Linked DNA regions of Sus scrofa: all the other regions are linked to region 4. A link is a contact called in public Hi-C and promoter capture Hi-C data. All regions are on one chromosome and are shown on one strand. Each heading gives the region's core, a stretch centred on a gene start, on an enhancer-like site or on the middle of the called end of the contact. The rest is flanking DNA. Distances are from core to core; before and after follow the strand shown.

Region 1 (2,700 bases), core at 94-2,593, 210 kb after region 4:
CTGCAGGTGTGGCAAAAAACAAAACAAAATAAAAAACCCAAACAAACCTGCTGTGGAGGGTACATTTTCCTGAGGACAGGCGGGGACTTGGATCTTCAAATGTTCCCTAAGTGGGAGTTCCTGTGGTGGCGCAGTGGTAACGAACCCGACTAGTATCCATTAGGACGCAGGTTCCATCCCTGGCCTCGCTCAGTGGGTTAATGGATCTGGTGTTGCTGTGGCTGTGGCATAGGCCGGCAGCTATAACTCCGATTAGACCTCTGGCCTGGGAACTTCCATATGCAGGTGCACCCTAAAAAGTCAAAAAAGAGTTCCCTCTGTGAAGCAGGGTATGCTGTTGGGTGCTTAATAAATAATACTAATTATGAGAACTATAACTCCGATCTCTTGTGTCCACTCCTCTCTAAGCCTTTGGTTTCACCAGACCAAGTACAGGCAAGTGGTGACAGACATGTGCCAGAATCAAGGGTATATGTTTTTCTGTACTGGTAGCAGAGGCAGAGAGAGCTCTGCTAACTAGAAAAAAATCAGTGGCATCCTTTGCCTAGCTTTTTTCCCTGGAGAACTGCTCTTCCTTTACCTTCCCTGTTATTCCCCTGGCTCCATAGATTTGGATCTGGTCCACCCAAAAGTTGTCACCAGAGGAGTCCTTAAAAGCCTTTAAAGCCCATCACAGTGTTCCTGTGCCGGAGCCAGCAGGGCAATGACACAGCCTGACCAACCCTGGCCTCCTGAGATCGCCACCTCCGTGGAGTCTGCAAAATGCGAGCCTCCTCCTGGCACCAGGGAGAAGAGGCAAGCTCTCCAGCGGGACCTGGGGTTCCAGATGGGGACATTTCCCCAGCACTCTTCAGATCAGTTAAAGGCACAAAGGCGCCTGGCAGACGCATCTAGCCTCAGGGCCTATTTTCTGCATTGTCCAGGATGGAGGCAGAGTGAATGAAGGAAGCCTTAAAATGTCCCACAGAAGTCTGATTTGGTACTCTCTGCCCTTGTCCTTGGCTCCCGTTGCAGAGATCAGGAGTCACGCTGCTGGATTCCCAGGGCCCCGACAGTAGCCTGAGCCTTACTCCGCCCCTCCTGCAAGCCCTCGGCCAACCCTGAGCCTGTTGAAATGGAAAGGGCTTCCCACGGCTGCCTAATTATGGTAAGGAGGCAGCAATTAAGTATAACAGGGATCCCAATGAAGTACTGTCCAAGACAAGAAAGGCGGTTCTGAGAGGGTGCGGGTGCCAGCGAGGGCCGCGCAGGGAAGGGAAAGAAGGATTAGGACACACCCCGGGCGACCACCCGGGACAGAGGCCAGGAACAGAGCCAAGGCTACGCATGCGCAGCAGCTGCCACACGCAAGACCTCCTCTCCCCCTCTGTACGCTTGCGCGCGGCTTTCTCCGCCCACCGCTCTTTGCGGAATGTGTAAGTGGGTTTCCACACAGCGCCTCTAGCCGGAGCGCACGGGAATTCGCGCGTGCGTATCACTTGGCGAGGACTTGCACGTTGCCAGCCGCGAGCTCTAGGTGGCGGCATCCCTCCGGCTAGGACGAAGCACGCAAGCGCGGAGGTTCGCACGAGGGGAGGGCGGGTGCACACCGCGGGCATGCGCCGTGCGGAGCGAGACGGCGGCTCGGCGGGGTCAACCGAGCGCAGGCGCAGTGCGGTGTTTGTCTGCCGGACTGACGGGTGGCCGGGCGGTGCGCGGTGGCGGCGGCGGGGAAGATGGCGGCGTCCTCCCTGGAGCAGAAGCTGTCCCGCCTGGAGGCAAAGCTGAAGCAGGAGAACCGCGAGGCCCGGCGGAGGATTGACCTCAACCTGGATATCAGCCCCCAGCGGCCCAGGCCCAGTAAGCAGGGCGGCGTGGGGGAGGGGGCGGGCGGGGCGGGGCGCGCGCCGCGGGAGGCCCCGCCCCCGCCGCCAGGCCCCGCCCCCGCTTCCGGGGCGCTCTTGCTCCTCCTCCTTTCCGCCCCACTCCCCGCTGTCTGCTCGCCGGGAGAGGGTCACGTTGACCCAGGGGCATGGGGTTGGCGAGCTCCCGGGCATTACTCCCCCTGTCTGGGGAGTTTCCCCTTATGGGGCCTGGGAGCCTAGCTGCCCGGCTCCAGGCGAAGACCCCCCACCTGATGACCCGTTCCCGTCACCGTGATCCTCGGAGCCTCATTCACCTATTCTAAGCCGAGCTCCTCCTACTCCCTGCTACCGTGACCACATCTAGCTCCTCCGCAAACGTGTACACAACCCTTTTCACCACCTGATTCCACTCCCGCATGTCAGTGACTGTGTCAAGAGGTCCCCTCCCCTCGTCCAGCACCTAGGTCCTTGAGTTAACACACACACCCACACCTGGCCTGGGGACACCTAAAGTCAGTTGACCACATATAATCACCGCTTGTTTCTCTGATCAGATGATTCTCCCACTTCCTCCTTGTGACTCTGTCAGTAGCTCTCTCTTTTGCACTCTGGGATCTTGTCATTAGGCTCAGCAGACCCCCTCCCACATGCAGCCTACCCCCAGTCTACACCGCCCTTCCTCATACTTCTCTGAGTGGTTTCACTGTCACCATCTTGGTGACTGTTTCCAGCTCCTCCAGAAATACACACCCAACTCACACGCGTAGTAGTTTTGTCACCTTGAATTAAGTGACTTCCTTTCCCACACCCACCCAGCCCAGGGACAGATGAGGCCACTGTCCCATGATCTCAGTGC
Region 2 (2,718 bases), core at 113-2,612, 160 kb after region 4:
AGCGACAGATGGACAGAGGCAGGGAATGTGGCTGGGTGTCATTCATTGTTCCCCAAACCAGAAGAACCCCCCCTACCCACTATTTAGAAGGTTGAGACCTCAAACCTCAGAAGGTCCTGACACTCCCCACTCTGGGTTCCAGCCCTCTCGTTTCCATGTCCGTCTCCCCACTTCCAGCCTCCATTGTGAACTTACCGTGTCACTCTCTCTTCTGTGACAGGTGGAAATGTGTCATTTTTGCTAAGTCTTGCCGGCTATCAGTAACTGCTTCTAATGCCCCACAAGGGGCCAGCCTGTTTTGATCGTCCCCTAAACTTCCTTTTCCTGTTGATAGGGTCTTGGCCTGCCATTCGCTCATTCATCAGTTACAAGCAGTTCCCATGGGCTGGGCCCCTTCTCAGAAACGCTGGGGATCCCGAGGAGACCTGACCTAGGTCCTGCATTCCACACACACCCCGTCTAGATGGGGTGGGGGATGGGAGGGCCGTGTCCCAAGCAAGGATAAAAGCGTGCTCAGAGTTTAATGCGGGAACAAGATTCTCAGCCTCAGAGAATATACTTAACCCTGACTAGACGAGGGCAGGGGACCTGCCTGAGTCTTTGGTGTGACACCCCAACCCCAAAAGCCCCACCGCTAGCACCGAGTTGGAGTTAGTGAAGCTGCAGTCCCACCACCTCCCCGCCGCCTTAGGGATTTCTGGCAACCCCCCTTCCCGGACCCAACCCTTTAGCCTCTACCTTATCTGCCCCCGCCCCAACGATGATCTAGGCCACGCCCCTCTCAGCCCCGCCCCTATTTCATTCACTCCAAGCCTCAAGCCCCAAGCCCCACCGCCCCGGAGGCCAACCTCAGATCAATCTCACGAACTCATTGGCCAGAGAGCGTCCCTTCACCGCCCTCCTTCAGTGTCATTGGCTCCCTGGGTGTCATTCTTCTTTATAGAGGCCCAACAGTTGCCATGGCCAAGGTTTGAGGGGCAGATAATAATGGCCGTCCCAGGACGTCTCGTTATTGGGCCAAAAAGCCCGGTTCTGGGCGGGGCTTAGACCCAAACGCTTGCCTGCCCCTGTCTGGGGTTCCTTAGGGACTCAGCCTTCCCTCAGAGACACACCCCTCTCTCCTCGCTATTGGCCCTGCCATGTGTTGATCACCAGGATTCCACATTCCGATAGGCAAAACCACCCGTCCCTCACTGCTTCCCTAAGTTTAATTCGCTTCTCTCCTTAAAGGAGTCAACCTTCTGGCCGTAGCCAGGGCCCTCCTTACGGAATGTGCACGGATTGGCCAGGAACACCGTCACTCCTGGCCAATGGGCGGAGCCGGAGTTCCTTGGGGCGGCGAATTGGCTGACTGGGCCTCGGGGGTGGGGCAGCGGCTCCTGTCAGCGGGTGAAATGGCAGCGGCGGAGCCGGCGGCGGCCGCGGTCCCGGGGGGCGGCTGAAGGGGCCGGGCCGGGGCTGCGGGGTGAGCGGCGCGGCGGGGATCCGGCGGCGCGGCCGGGGACGGCTAGGCTCGGCACGGCGATGGCGGCGCGCTCGGCGCAGGTAGGTAGGCGGCGCGGGCCAGGCCTCCCAGGCGCCTTCTCAGGCCCGCGGCTCCGCGCTGCGGCCCGCGGGGGCCGGGCAAGATCGGGACTCAGGGCCCCCTCTCCCCAGAACCCGCGCTGGGACCCCTTGGCACTCCTAGCACGGACCCTGGCCGTCAACCTCGGGCCCCGGCCCCTGCCCACCCTCGTTCCCGACGCTTCCCGACCCTCAGGGGCCCTTCCCCGACACCTCCGACACCTCCGGGCGTCCTCCTCCGCGGCGCAGCCCCCTCCCCAGAAGCTTCCTCGGGCCCGTAACCCCTGACCACCCTCTCTACTGACCCTCAGGACCCCTTCCCGGTCTCTTCAGGGCTCCCTCTGCCCCCACCCCGCAGACCCGCCCCCTACAAGCGCCCTCCAGGAAGCGGAGGACCCCCGCCCTCCCTCTGTCCCAACCCCTCAGGTTCCCCTCTCATCTGTAGACCCCCTTGCCACGCCGTCCCTCCCCTCACTTCACATCCTATCTCTGGGCTCAGACGTACCCCCATCCCCAAGGATACCAGCCTTGGAGCCTTCTGACCCCACAGGACCCCCCTCTCCAGTCTCTGTAAATCAGGATTTCTGCTCACAGGCCTCACCTCAGCCTGATTGCCCATCTGCCACTCCCAGCAGCCCCATGGCCAAGGGCACCCCTGAAAGCCACTCCTGGGGTCTTTCAGCACACTCCAATAGCTCCACATACAGCCCTGATCTTGACTTGTCTTGATCACTGCTTCCTGAAAATCCACCTTCACCTCATGCTCAGGACCTCCCTACAGATGTTCTGAACCCCCTCCCCCACCTAAGGACACACACCTTTCAGAGGGCCCCACTCACACATTCAGGTGTGCGCATGCCACACACACCTGGGACCCAACAAATCAGTACCCATATACCCCCAACAACTCATACGGACAGACCCTGGACCCCTCACACACAGACATTCAGGAGCCCCTGACATGGACACACACACACAGGGTCAGACACTTTTATCCTCAACACAGACCCAGGCAACTGGGACCCTCTCCCAACACACCCACATTCACAGGGCTCTTCAGCGCTTTAGCATGCCTCCTCCTTGGACCAAGAGCTCCCAGCTCAGGCAGAGACTCAGGCAGCTACCCAGCCTTCCCAACACACCAACCTCCCTAGC
Region 3 (2,978 bases), core at 75-2,574, 250 kb after region 4:
TGGCCCAGGAACCTCCCCATGCCATAGGCGAGTTCCCGTGGTGGCTCAGCAATAATGAACCCAACTAGTATCCATGAGGATGAAGGTCTGATCCCTGGCCTCACTCAGTGGGTTGAGGATCTGGCATTGCCATGAGCTGCCGTGTAAGTCACAGGTGCAGCTTGGATCTGGCATTGCTATGACTGTGGGGTAGGCTGGCAGCTGCAGCTCCGATTTAACCCCTAGCCTGGGAACTTCCATGTGCCAAGAGTGCAGCCCTTAAAAAAAAAAAAAAAAAAAAAAAAAAAAGTGGATGTCTGTCTAACTTGGGAGAAAAATCTCACAGCAGGACCAAATCTGAGGTTGGTTCTCCTTCAGTCTTGGGCGCAAATCAAAACAGGTGTGAATTCAACCACTAAATGACATATAGCCCAACTGTTAAAAAAAAAAACTCCTCAGTCTTGAGTCAAAAACATAATCTTTCTCCTGACACTCAAGATTCCTATGACATATTTTCCTTTCTCCAGAATCTGGCTTCGGAGCCAGACTGACCTGTTTTGGACCAGGTCAGGCACCCCACTAGCTCTGGGACTAGCTTCATACTTAGGAATTCTGTTTCCTAACCTGTGAAATAGCGACAAGCAGCAGCAGCGTGAGTACTATTTTCTGAATGCACTTTACAGGTCTTCACCACCACCACTTCTGAGAGCCCAGGCTCTTAGCCAGGGCAACAACTACCTTTCGCACTTTCAGAGAGATTAGAAGAGGCGAAGCAGAAAATGTTCTAGGTAGGGGGCCTGGTATATAAAGGTGAGCTGTGATTGTCACGTTTTTTTGCCTTCTCGCCACTTTTTCTCCACTGTGAGCCACGGACACCATTCACTCCTTGGTGCACGTGGAGTCCGGCCAGGAAGTGAGGGGCGATCTGCTCCCTGCCCGGCTCGGTGCACTGCCACCCCCAGCCGGACACGCTCGGCCCCCGCCCTCAAGCCTCGCTCCGGGGACCTCGTTCCGGGGCTCTCGTTCCCGGGTCCCCGCCCCGGCCTCGGCTGACCCAAGGGACCAAACTATGAGCTTCTCGACGAAACCAGGGCAGGGCCTAAAGGGCCAAAGTCCTGGGGAGAAAGAAGCTCTGAAGGTCACGGGTCCGGAGCTTCCCTAGGCCCGTTCCCTGGCTCCGCACGTCTGCTCACCCGCGGGCAGCGGCACCAGCCTCCCCGCAGCGCCGCCGCCGCCATGCTGGAGGATCCCGTATGACCTTCTCGCAGCGCGATCCGATGGCGTCACCCACCGCGTCTGCCTGGTGCGCCCTGAGCCTGGGAAAAGGGGGACCTGAAGGCGGGGTTTATGAGAGGGACAGTCCTGTTATTGGACAGGGCTCCCAAGGGGGGCGGGGCCGTAGAGAGAGCAAGGTCCATGGTAGGGGCGAGGCCTGATGGGGCGGGGAACTTCTAATAGGGAGATCTCTGATAGGGTAGAATTAGGAGGAGCGAGGCCTAAGACTGGATGTGGTCTGGGGGACGAGCACTCCTGTGAGATAGAGACCTATAGTTGGATAAGACTGCAAAGGGGCGGAACCGGAGGGCGTGGATTCTGTTGCGAGCAGCGATTCTCCTACAGACCACGCGGGGATCGCGTGTTTGCGAGGAACCTGTAGACACAGCGACTTGCCCCAGGACCGATTCATTTGGATTCTGACTGACCAAAGGACCAGCTCCATAGCGACTTACTCTGGCTCTCACTGGCTATGACTAGCAGTGATCAACAGACTGGCAAGTGAGTTCCTTCAAGAATGAACCAACTTTTGTACAGCACTTTGGGAAGGCACCTGTTGGTTTTGGTCCAGAAAAGAGAAGCTGAGACCAGACTGGGTGTCACTCCTCCCTCCATCGATTCAGTGTGAAGTGACACACCTGGCCCTGAAGAAGCTCAGGCCTCTGTCATGTCAGCACCCAGAACTATTTTCCATTTCGAGAATGCCGCCACCAAGTGGCGGTACCTTGACAATGGCCGTGCAGTCTGAAGCTAGGGAGGGGCTGTGGGCTGGTACCCTGGGGGGGAGCTAAAGTTTGTTGCCTTTGCCCTATTGAAACTTTTTTCGTTACTCAACTATGGTTAAAGTTTGTTGAACTTGAAAAGGAGGCAACACACTCCCTGGCTTCAGGGTTGGAGAGATCTAAATTCTCTGTCCCTCCGGAGCCCACCTCCAAGTGAGAAGGGATGAGGGCTTCCATTCTGGCTTTGTTTGAAATATCTTTACTCGAAGAGGAGCAAACTTGTTAAATGGTTGGGATATACAGATCTGTTCCCCAAAGGAAAGTCTGTGCTTCAGAGGTGCCCAGGGACAGGAGGTCAGACGGGCACATCAAAGGCCCAAATGGAGAATGAGGAGCCTGTAAAGGAGACTGGGAGGGGATAATCAACAGGTTTAACCCTCTCTCCCCCATTTTTGTAGTAGGCTGGATTTTAAGATATATATGTTGGGAGTTCCTGTCATGGTTCAGCTGTAAGGAACCCCACTAGTATCCATGAGGATGCGCATTCAGTCCCTGGCCCTGCTTAGTGAGTTAGGGATACAGCGTTGCCATGAGCTGTGTTGTAGGTCGTAGATGGGGCTCGGATCCCACATTGCTGTGGCTGTGGCATAGGCTGGCGGCTACAGCTCCAATTCGACCCGTAGTCTGGGAACTTACATATGCCTTGGGTGTGGCCCTAAAAAGACAAAAAAAAAAAAAAATTATAAGTTAACTGCTTCTGGGGGAAAAAGAGTTTTTAATAAACACCTTATCACCTCTTCAAAAAACAAAAAACAAACAAACAAAAACAGCTTAATAGTGGAAGAGGACTTGGAGGGCCTTGGAAAAGGCAGGTGGAGTAAGCAGTGCTGAATGCTATAGAGTTCAGGCAAGGCAGGCCAGGCCAGAACTGTATCCATTGCCCTTTGCCTTTTGCAGTGTGGAGGTCCCTGGTGAGATGAACTAGAGGGTTTTGGTTGAATG
Region 4 (2,976 bases), core at 419-2,918:
GCCTTCAGGTAGCGGTACCAGAGTTTGTAGCTGGGGAGGGGGGAAGGCAGTGATTGGTCAGCTTTACAGATCCTAAAACCCTCCCCCTGCCCCAGGAGACAAGTGTTGGGAGAAGGGGTCTGAGGAGGGGTGACAAGTCTCCCATGGGGGGATGGGCAGGGAAAGTGTGCTCACCAATCAAAGGTGCCACACATAGCAATCACCTGGGACCTACTAGCCAGCTCTGGTGTGATGGGACAAGTGGGGTGGGGCTGAGACAGGCAGAGCAGCTGCAGCCAACCTCACCTGCAGGGCAGCAGCTTCAGCGCCCGCTCGTACAGCTGATTGAGTCTGGGCTTCGGGGCACCCTGTTTGAACTCAATGTAGCGGAGCCAGCATTTGACGGAGAACTGGTTCCGCATGATCTCCTCCTCATAAGGGAGGTCCTCTTCCTCCTGCCAGGGCCGATGAACGGGGAGAAGACAACCCTACCCTCAGAGCCTGAGGGCAGCACCACTCCACGCCAAGCTCCGGACCCCTACCCAGGTCCCAGTTCCCACCATCAGAGCCTGGTCACCAGATGCCCATATCCCAGGACTCTGATCTATCCTTTCACCCCTCAGAATTCTGCTGCTTACAATCTGAGCCAGACCATCAGACTCCTTGGTCACGGGGTTCTAGGCTAGACATGAGACTACCACCCAGACATCACTCTTCTGGTACCCAGTCTCTGGCCCAGATCAGCAGCCTCCTTAGACACCAAGCCTCTGCCCTAGACAACAAGTTTTTTGGTGTTTTTTTTTTTTTTGTTGTTGTTGTTGTTGTTTTTGACACCATGTCTTACCTCTTCACAATATACCTCTTCTCAGACACCAGACCTTTGGCACCTCAGGCTCCCGCTAGTCAGAGTCTAGCTCAATTCTGCCTCCAGAAGCTGGAAGCTAGACCCTTATCTCAGAGAGAAAGGTTTGGACAGGATGCCTAGCCTTTAACTCAGACACCAGGAATCTCATGGAGATGCCAGGCTTCCACTCCAAACACCAAGTCTTTGAGTCTTCAGGATTCCACTGGCCATCGCCTGAGCAGCTTCACCTCACTAGGTCTTTACTTCCAATTCCAGGGTTCTCTCTCAGATGCCAAGCCTTTATCCCAGAAACTATAACGCTCATGACCTAGACCACTACCCAGGACACCAAGACTTTACCACTGAAACCAGAACCCTAGACTGGTCACTATGCCTTTACTTCAAATATCAGGCCTCCCAAGATTTAGCTCGTCTCCCTTCCTTCCCATTCTCTGCGCGTTCCCATTTCCGCCGCAGGACCAGGACGCCAAGCCCTTAATCTAGACCACCTGCTCTTTACTCAGACCACTTGGTCTCCAGCACCAGCCCTTTGCTCTTGACTAGCCTGGTCCCCGTCTCCGGCCCGTAATGCTCTTCCTACCCTCGGGCCGACAAAGCTCTAGCCTAGTTCCCTCGGGCGGCTAGGCCCCAATGCCCTGAGGCATCTAAGCCTCAGAGTGCCCACGCGAGCCATCCTCGGCCCCGCCGCGAACTCACAAAGACGAGGTCCGGCCGCTCGGTTCTCGAGAGCCGCGCCATCACCACCATTTTCCGGGCGCTCCAGGTACTGGCAGGAGTCGCGCTATAATGACGTCTCAGACTGAAGGCCGCCCTCTCTGGCCAGATCCGTTTTCCTATTGGTTGAACCCTTCCCAATAGCGCGGCCTGAGTTGTTGACTTTCTCTTAGACAGCGCCAGCTACCGGAAACAGGAAGAAGCGTCCGAAGATGACGTCATCCAGAGAGTTCCTCAGGCCAATCGGTTTCAGCACTAGAGACCGCCGACCCCTAATGAGCGGCAGTCTTGCTGGAAGGTTGGTTTTGGGCGGAAGCGGCTTTGAAGCCCAAGAGGAGCGAGATGGGCGTGAAGCTGGAGGTGTTTCGGGTCAGTGAGCAGTGGAGCGGTTGGACCGCTGGGCGCCGGGTCTTTCTGGATGAGGAGACTCTGAAAAGGGGGGCCTCCGAGAGATGGCGCTCTGGGGGCGAAAGCCTTTCAACCTTTACAGTTGAAACCCTGAAGAGGGGGCCCTGGGCTGGGGGCTCTGGGAGGGCTCATGTGAGGAAGGCCCTCTGAGAGGGGGGATATAGGGAGGGGGCTCTAGGAAGAAACGCTCCAGGCTCTGGAGCAGATCTCGGGCTCATGGTGCGTGTGCGGCAGGCACTCTTAGATTTAGGGGTGTAGACTGAAGCGTGAGACCTTTTGGGGTTGGGGGTTCTCCGGGGTCTGACGGGGGGTGGGATAATGAGGTCTCAAAGAGATACCTTTATGCTCTATGAGCTCTTCTGCTCCCGGGGCCTGTGTGTGTGTGCATGTCTTTCTTTGAAAGGGAATCTCCTGGCCTCAAAGGGGGCTTTCAGCAGTAAGGACTCTTGGATTATGGGGCTAGACTTTTTAAGGTGTGTGGCTTCTGTACCCTTGGTGGGAATTTTTGGGGGGTTCTGGGGCTGCAGGGGTATCCCTGGTCTCTGCCAGAGAATGGTCCTCCAGGCCCTGAGCAGCCCCCACACAGTGGGGGCAGAGGTAGTAGTTCCTTGCCCTGCTCATCCGACTCCTGCCCTTCCAGATGACCATCTACCTCACCTTCCCTGTGGCTATGTTCTGGATTGCGAATCAGGCCGAGTGGTTTGAGGACTATGTCATACAGCGCAAGGTGGGCACAGGTTCATTCCAGGGGGTGGGGGAGGGTAGGGGGCACCAATCTGCTGGGCACCAGTGTCTGCCTCCCCTGAGCCGACCCGGCCCTGGTGTGGGGCTCTGGAGGCTCCTGGCTTGTGGCTCCAACTGTGTTGTTGTCCCTACAGAGGGAGCTGTGGCCCCCCGAGAAGGAGGACCAGGTAAGAGACATATTCTTCTTTCCGCCAGAGGACAGAGGGGCCTGGCTCCCCATTGCCATGATGGGACTGAGAGTGGAGGGACATGTGGTTTCCTTACCG

The links. Promoter capture Hi-C pulls out the DNA fragments that hold promoters and counts their contacts. Hi-C and Micro-C count contacts between places; a contact is called where the count stands out from the background.
Region 1: a contact with region 4 is called in a promoter capture Hi-C map of liver, with 2.7 times the contacts expected there. The contact joins the promoter of MAP2K7 here to the promoter of XAB2 in region 4. A contact is called at or near these places in 1 of 5 promoter capture datasets (liver), 1 of 47 Hi-C or Micro-C datasets (epiblast stem cells) and 1 of 2 datasets of contacts at active chromatin or transcription factors (alveolar macrophages).
Region 2: a Hi-C map of skeletal muscle shows a contact between it and region 4, with 6 times the contacts expected there. The contact joins the promoter of EVI5L here to the promoter of XAB2 in region 4. A contact is called at or near these places in 3 of 47 Hi-C or Micro-C datasets (heart right ventricle, liver and skeletal muscle).
Region 3: a contact with region 4 is called in a Hi-C map of skeletal muscle, with 5 times the contacts expected there. The contact joins the promoter of TIMM44 here to the promoter of XAB2 in region 4. A contact is called at or near these places in 4 of 47 Hi-C or Micro-C datasets (heart right ventricle, liver and skeletal muscle) and 1 of 2 datasets of contacts at active chromatin or transcription factors (alveolar macrophages).

The regions. Positions count from the first base shown.
Region 1 is chr2:71,307,075-71,309,774 of Sscrofa11.1, reverse strand. It overlaps MAP2K7 (dual specificity mitogen-activated protein kinase kinase 7), which reads left to right and starts at 1,343. Exons shown (of 11, transcript XM_003123197.5): 1 at 1,343-1,839. The coding sequence starts at 1,716. It also overlaps a transcript of LRRC8E not described here.
Region 2 is chr2:71,364,480-71,367,197 of Sscrofa11.1, reverse strand. It overlaps EVI5L (EVI5-like protein), which reads left to right and starts at 1,362. Exons shown (of 19, transcript XM_013994706.2): 1 at 1,362-1,545.
Region 3 is chr2:71,270,124-71,273,101 of Sscrofa11.1, reverse strand. TIMM44 (mitochondrial import inner membrane translocase subunit TIM44) reads right to left here and starts at 1,324. Exons shown (of 13, transcript XM_003123200.5): 1 at 1,173-1,324. The coding sequence starts at 1,217.
Region 4 is chr2:71,519,726-71,522,701 of Sscrofa11.1, reverse strand. XAB2 (pre-mRNA-splicing factor SYF1) reads right to left here and starts at 1,668. Exons shown (of 19, transcript XM_003123151.5): 1 at 1,541-1,668; 2 at 286-434; 3 at 1-30. The coding sequence starts at 1,591. It overlaps PET100 (PET100 homolog), which reads left to right and starts at 1,882. Exons shown (of 4, transcript NM_001097466.2): 1 at 1,882-1,927; 2 at 2,607-2,693; 3 at 2,845-2,877. The coding sequence starts at 1,901.